Regions from separate parts of the Mus musculus genome. Here region 2 is linked to region 1. Evidence: chromatin contacts called from public promoter capture Hi-C data. All regions are on one chromosome and are shown on one strand. Each heading gives the region's core, a stretch centred on a gene start, on an enhancer-like site or on the middle of the called end of the contact. The rest is flanking DNA. Distances are from core to core; before and after follow the strand shown. Region 1 holds the start of Bcas1 (breast carcinoma amplified sequence 1). Region 2 has its middle 18 kb from the start of Gm16796.

What was found. Promoter capture Hi-C pulls out the DNA fragments that hold promoters and counts their contacts.
Region 2: a promoter capture Hi-C map of embryonic stem cells shows a contact between it and region 1, with 3 times the contacts expected there. The contact joins the enhancer-like site here to the promoter of Bcas1 in region 1. A contact is called at or near these places in 2 of 39 promoter capture datasets (embryonic stem cells and macrophages).

What each region holds. Positions count from the first base shown.
Region 1 is chr2:170,425,798-170,429,394 of GRCm38.p6, forward strand. It overlaps Bcas1 (breast carcinoma amplified sequence 1), which reads right to left and starts at 2,048. Exons shown (of 13, transcript NM_029815.2): 1 at 1,949-2,048.
Region 2 is chr2:170,528,109-170,531,705 of GRCm38.p6, forward strand. No RefSeq gene overlaps it. Among named protein-coding and RNA genes, the nearest start is that of Gm16796, 18 kb to the left of the region's middle. Within about 2 kb of position 1,878, at least 7 of the 459 cell types and tissues checked have an H3K27ac peak or open chromatin away from gene starts, as enhancers often do. A contact at or near this core is called in embryonic stem cells, where this site is marked.

The DNA.
Region 1 (3,597 bases), core at 798-3,297:
CCCGTAATCCATGCACTCAGCTACGGTAAGGGAATGCTGAGCTTGGAACCGGCCTGGTTCTCACAGTGAGACTCTGTCAAGACACTAAAACCAATCAAAACCAGATACATACGTTCCTGAGGGTCTTAGAGTTCTTTGGGGGGAAAAAAGTAAATAAAAATGTCTGGGTCAGAGCTGGCTCCCTGCCGTTCTCTCTCAGGTTGGAGCCACTGCGCACACCTTCTCATGTCTTGTGTTGGGAAAGAGGTCACGTGGCCCAGGGCTGAGGGCAGCAGATCACGGCAGGGCTGGAACCAGGGTGAAGTGGCTTCAGGTGCGAGGAAAGGCAAGAATCCCGGGCATCAGGATGAAGCAGGGCTCTTTCTTTTTCTTTTCTGAGGAGGGCTCTCACAGTACTGTGCAGGTTGAAATATACCATGTAACAGCCTGGCTTCCAACTCACTGCAATCCTTCTGCCTCAGTGCAAGGTTATGGGTGTGAGCCTCCTTTTTGACTGTTTTTTTCTACATTGTTGAGGGTGGAATGCAAGGCCCCATGTTTGCTAGGCTACCACTGAGCTAAACCCTTAATCCCCAATCCCTTTAACACAGCTTTTGAAAATCAAGATTAATGCTGTCTCTGGTCTTATTTTTACTGAATTGAGATTTTGTTAATCAAAGATTGTCTTGCATTAATTTTCACCTTGTGAATTTTGTCTTAAGATGTACTTGCCTTTTTTATACTTTTATATATATTTTTTTACTTTTATATATTTTTAACTTTTAAAAATTTGTTTTTATTTTATGTGTATGAGTATTTGCCCATATGTATGTATGTATGTATGTATGTATGTATGTATGTATGTATATGTATGCATGCACATGCAGTGCTCACAGGGGCCAGAAGAGGGCATCATATCACAGAGATGGTTGTGAGCTGTCACATGGATGCTGTGAACAGAACTCAGGTCTTCTGCAAGAGCAACATGGTTTCTGAAATGCTGAACCACCTCTCCAGCCTTTGTTTGTTTGTTTGTTTGTTTGCAACAAGGTCTCACTATATCCCTCTGGTTGGTCTAGAACTTGCCACATAGAATAGTCTGGCCTTAAACCAGGGACCTTCTTGCCTCTGCCTCCTGAGTGCCACCACCCCCAGCTTTAGCTGGTCTTGACGACTGAATCTTATGGTGTCCCTTGTGAACACAGCTTCCCTCCTTTTGGCTGTCACTTGGATCCAACAGCACCCACCCTGCAGCTTCGGGACCAGTCCCCAGCCCTCTCCCCAGCCTCGTTCTCTGCATTGGAATGTGGATGCCACCTGACACAGACTGAAGTTTCTTACATGTATGGGCTTTCATGTGCATTTGCCATCTAAACTGAGTTCAGACTTGGGGTGATCCCCATTGTACAGACAAGCAAGTAGAGGCCCATAAAGCTGAAGGAATCTGACCCCAAGGTACCCGACCAGCTTGTGACAGGATGGAGACCATCCTCTGAGCATCCTGGATTTTCCAGGCAGCAAAATGGTTCAGAGGGTGATGGGAAAACCCAAGGCCTTGAATTTAGTACATGCCAGATAGAAGAGTCAGACCCACAGTGGACACTTAAAGAGCCTCTCCCCCTGTCTCCTCGGGTCCTTAGACAACACCTGTAGCCACAGATTTGAAGCCTGCTTGGCTGTGAGATTCTTGGCCTGACACTGGTCCTCAGCCTGTGATGACCCTCCACTGCTCCACAGAGACCAGAGTGCATTGTGCTGATCCAACCCAACAAGGTCCACACAGCCACTGATGCTTTTTACGAAGAGCAGTCTCTAAGTCCCATTTCACAGACAGGAAAACCAAGACTCCACATGCCCAAGACCACACAGCAAGTGAGTAAGAGATGGGGTCAAATTCTACCCTCTATCTGACCCCACACCATGAGCAATAGACACTCCAGCGGAGCTTCAAGAGTCTGGAGGCAGTTACCTGGTAAGTCGGTGGGAGTATCTTGGGTCCCCCACAGTTTCCAACAGTTGGTTCTGCTCAGGGTCCTGCGTCTTCAGCGGTTGCTGCCCAGTCTCAGACTAGCTGCAGAGCCTGGCCCTGTGCCCTTTGCTTCCTTGTTAGGCCTGCTGGCTGAATACACAGAGCAGGACAAACACACGCCAGGAGGAGTCCTCCCCGCCCCTGCCTGCCCTATGGAAACGCGTCTCTTCCTGTATTCAGGTGCCTACAATCCCAGTAAAAAAAAAAAAAAAAGCAACACAACACCTAAGTGCTCTTACATTCATGCCTGCTGGGCACTTTGAACACTGTGCAGGTGGACCTGGGATGCAGTCCCTCTCTGTAACAACTGCAGGTCACGGTCAGAGCAGGGAGGACATGCTCTGTGAGGGTCTGCAGCTTGGTCTTGCCGTTTACCTGTGTTGATTCTGGGTGCCATCTCTACCATGACCAGGTCACCTAGCTAGGAGACACCTCCCCCCCCTCCCCAATGCCTAGTCCCATAACAGCTCTAAACCCTGGAAAATGGTTAAACAAAGGGTGGCTTGTGGCTGTAGCAAAACCATGTGACATTGCTGAGTGTTCTTTTCCTCTGCTGGCCAGAAGTTCAGTTGACTTATCTGTTTGCTTGAGGCAGGGTCTCATGTAGCTCAGGCTGGCCTTGATCTTACTATGCAGTTTAAGGGCGTCCTTTGATCTGCCTGCCTTCACCGCCTCAGTGCTGGGATTCCAGGCGTGTACAGCCATGTCCAACTTGCATGATTCAAGAGATGGAATTCTGGGCTCTGTGCACACTGGGCAAGCTGCTCTACAGCTGAGCTACATCCTCAAGCCCCGACAGTAAAAGTATGCAACAAGTTAGTTACATTGTTTTACATATGATACATGTGAGAGAGAGAGAGAAAAAAATCAAGCCAAAGAAGACACACACACACACACACACACACACACACACACACACACACACACACACACAAAGAGGATCAAAAAGGCAAGTGTGTAGCCAGACATGGGGGTGCACGCCTTTGATCCCAGCACTCAGGAGGCAGAGAGAGACAGATTCCTGAGTTTGAGGCTAGCCTGGTTTACAGAGCAAGTTTCAGGACAGTCAGGGCTACACAGAGAAACCCTGTCTTGAAAAAAAAAAATCACAAAAGAAAGAAACAAACAAACAAAAGAAAGAAACAAAGAAAGAGGAAGAATAATAACAAAGAGTAAGTTTGGGTATTATTTATAGACTTGGTGAGCAGGAAGGAGCCTGCTGACAGACAAGGCAAATGGGAGATGTGTTGAGGGCACCCCTGGGAAAACACTCAAGAGAAGTGTAAACCGGTAATTACTGGGGCTTCAGTCAATAACTCGCCCATCCAGCTGCTCATCGTGACTGTTTGCTAAGCATCAGGCTATGTATAGGCCTGGTGGGCGGGGCCTCTCCACCAACCTGGGCTCATCACTGGGCGGAGTCCTAACATTAATTGGACTCACAGCACACGAGCCTTGCTGACAAAGAATAGCAGCAGCAACCAAGAGACCGGAGAACATGGAGTCAGTCAGAACGCTGCAGAAGAGTCAAATCTGTTTGAACTAAACTGAATCCCCAGGCAGGAGCGCTCAGCTCTGGCCTCTGCCCG
Region 2 (3,597 bases), core at 628-3,127, 100 kb after region 1:
TGGTTCCAGGGCACAATCAGCTCCGATAGAGACATCATAGCAGCAGGAGCTGCTCACAGGGAGCTGGTCACAGGCATCCATAGCCAAGAAGCAGAGAGCAATGAGTTCACGCTACTCGGCTCCGGTACTACATTTACATAGTCTATGATCCTCGGCGAGGAATGGCGCCACGCACCGGGGACTGGTGTTCTGCCTCAATTCACTCAATCAAAATAATCCGGAACAGGCATGCGCAGCCACCCATCTCCCACGCGACTCCGGAATATGTAATTGTCACGAAGCATCACACTATGCATGTGTGAGCTCTCAGCTTTCAATCGTTATGAAATCATTCAACCTTAAGGCATGAAGAGGTGGGAAGCAAGGAAGAGACGACAAACAGTTGCCGGTTCTAGAGCACAGACCAGCAACACCTTGCAATTCCAAAGGAGACCGCAGCAGCCGTGGGAGTCCACGTGCACCGACAAAAATCCTTCCAATTAATTGCAAACTAAATCAAATCTTGCCTATCTCAGACCTTCGATCAAACAGCATTATTCAACAATGTTTCCTATCTTCTGTCTAAAGGAGGGTCCCTTTAAATAAATAAGCATTTCAAGGATTTTTAAAGAAAATGCACCACCAGGGAGTTGTTAACTCTGGCGTTTAGTTGCCATGCTATGGTGACTTCAAAGAGATTATTGCAAAGACGCTCAAAAGGAAAGCAGTTCAAAATAAATAAATAAATAACAGATAGAGCTTTTGAAAATACGGTCAGGAAAACATCTAAACAAACTGCACGGCAGGCAGTCCGAGAGGGTCCGCCTGTCCATAAAGCAGGGAAGTTATTAACCTCGTGACAGCGCCGCTGCTGGCTCGCAGGGAACTGGCTGCTGGGCACCAGTGTTTATTGACACTTGCGGGTAAACTAATAAAATCTTCCCATTTCAATTAAATTTTGGAAACTCATGTTCCCGCCTTCTCAGATGCTGCAAAGCGGTATATGGCCACAGCGGGCCCCCTTTTGGATCTCATGGCCCCTCGCGTCCCAGGAGGTGAACCCCGTGCAGCATCCGATTGCTTTCTTCACTATGACTTTTATTAGCACCGAAGGCCATAGGAGGTGGCATTAACAAACGCAGTCGGATCGATCCCTTTTGGAGTCCAAAGAGGCTTCCGGGTGTGCTCTCTGTAATGTTTGGGGTCTCCCAGCCATCATGTTGGGGCTGAGAGGGACCTTGGAGCTTTTATATAACACAGAGTTTAGAGAAAGGAGAACTGAGCCTCACAGTGGCTGACTCTATGAGTCAAGAGTCAAACGGAACCAGTTTTAATTTCATACCAGTGGTATAGACAAACGTCTCCTTCCCTCGACAACCCACGACTCTCATTCCTGGTGTTCTTGTCTTTCTTTTTCTCTTGCATGCTAACTCTGATGAAGCTGGTTAGCTGATGTGTGTGTGGGGGGGTGGGGGGAGAAGGAGGAGGAGGAGGAGGAGGAAGAGGAGGAGGAGGAGGAGGAGGAAGAGGAGGAGGAGGAAGAGGAGGAGGAGGAACTGAGGGAGGCTACCCACCTGCCATGAAGTACAGATTAAGAATTTTTACTATCCCCATCTAGCTTCCAAATGAATGAGACTCAAACTATGATTTATTTATTTATTTATTTATTTAGCGTTGCGCAATCACTGGGGGATCACCTCTAATCTATATTTCTATTTGCTAGAGTGTAGATTCCCAGCTGTGCCCTGGGTTAGTTCTGCTCCACCATCTTGTCCTCAGGGTCCATCTCGATTGGCTACGTGCTCCCAGTCCATCACTTCCAATGGCCAATGGAGATCACTGTCTACTCCTTCTTCCTCCTCCTTTCTTTTTTCTCCTCATTGTCCCGGTAACACAAACTCCACCTCTCTCTATTCTCCCCAGTAATTGGCTGTAGCCATTCTTATTTAACCAATAGCTTTCCGTTGGGCGGCTAAGTTTGCACAACAAAAGCTAGTGTACATGGTAATTTGCTAGTCTTCGGGAAATCTTGGGGTACAGGATTTAGCATTTGAACAGACAGCAGCACCAGCCTACCGGGCAACACTGAAGAATCCGAGAGCTCCATCTAGTCGCCCTGCTAATAATAAGATGATCCTAAAATCAGATCCTACAGACCAAACAATGACTCTGGCCTGTTTCTAGACTGACCAGGCTAGTGAGCTCCAGGAATTCCGTCTCCAGTTGTCCAGTGCTGGGACTGCAGGCACCTGTGCCCAGCTATATATGTGGTTGCTGTGGGTCCAAACTCCAGATCTCATACATACAAGGGCTTTACTGACTAACCTCCCAAGCCACACCCTTTTCTCGGAAGGACACAGGGTTTCTTATAGCTCAGGCTAGCCTCTAGACTTCCTGTGTTACCAGGGATGACCTTGAACTCCCAGCCCTCCCGCACTCCTGTGGAATTCTGGGATTTCAGGTGTGTGCCACCATCCCTGGCTCTCAGCTCCACAAATCATCATCCCATTTGGCAGTGAAATTGAAGCATGGAGAGTCTAAGTAAGATCACCTGGGCAGGGAGATGGCTCAGTGGTTAAGGACACATGCTGCTCTCACAGGGGATCCGGGTTTGGTTCTCCACAGTCCTCTGTAACTCCTGTTGCAGAAGGTCCTATGGCTCCAAGCACATGTTTGGTGTGCAGATGTACATGAAGGAAAAAAAAAACACTCACATACATAAAATAAATAAATACTTTAAATACAAGACACCTTGAAAACAATCTCATTGGTAGAAAGAAGCAGAAACACTCCTCGAGCCTTAAATGTTGAGACCTAGAATTTGCCTTGTAACTACTTTCCTAATTACAGAAGGAAAAAAGGGGGTATAACGAGATACCGTATATGTCAACAGAACCCAGTGCACAGCCGCTGCTCCATGCCTGGCTGTTGCTACCATGGTTATCTTAGTGGGTATTCTTTCATCTCTGCATTGGCTGCCAACAGCATCTCCTGCTATAATCGAGATGCTAGGAGGTGTTAATGGGACTCTTCAAGGTATCTGACCAGTGGAATAGCTGTCCTCTTAAAGGTCTTGAAGATATGAAGACACTTGAATGTGATCTAGGCAAACAACCAGGCAGAATTTTCTCCTTGTGCTGGCCAAAACTCAGAAGGAATTTTACTGCCACGCATAACCAACCATGCAGGGAGGGGCTAGACCTCGTGCTGGTGGCAGAGATTGCAAGCCTCCCCCGTCAGCTTTCTGGCTTCATTCCTAGATGACAAGCATCAGAACCCAGGGGCTTCTTCCGAGTTCTTCTGTCATCATGGAGAGATGGCCTTGGTGGCCACATCTGCTTATCAATTTGGGTGCAAGCATTCAAAACAACTGTCTTCCTGGAGAAACTAGAGATTCGTTCTGATTGGACCAGCTCGGGTCACTTGTCCACAAGTCTGTCGATTATTAAGGAGATAGAGTGGTTTGCTTGCTTAAGCCTGGGTCATGAGCTCTACTCCACACCGAACCCAGACTAAAGCAGGAAGCCAGACTTATGCGTATATGTGTATGTAAGGATTGCTTTTCATGGGAATATGCCTCTTGCAGAAATGTTGACTTTCTAATTGTCTATAGCTTCC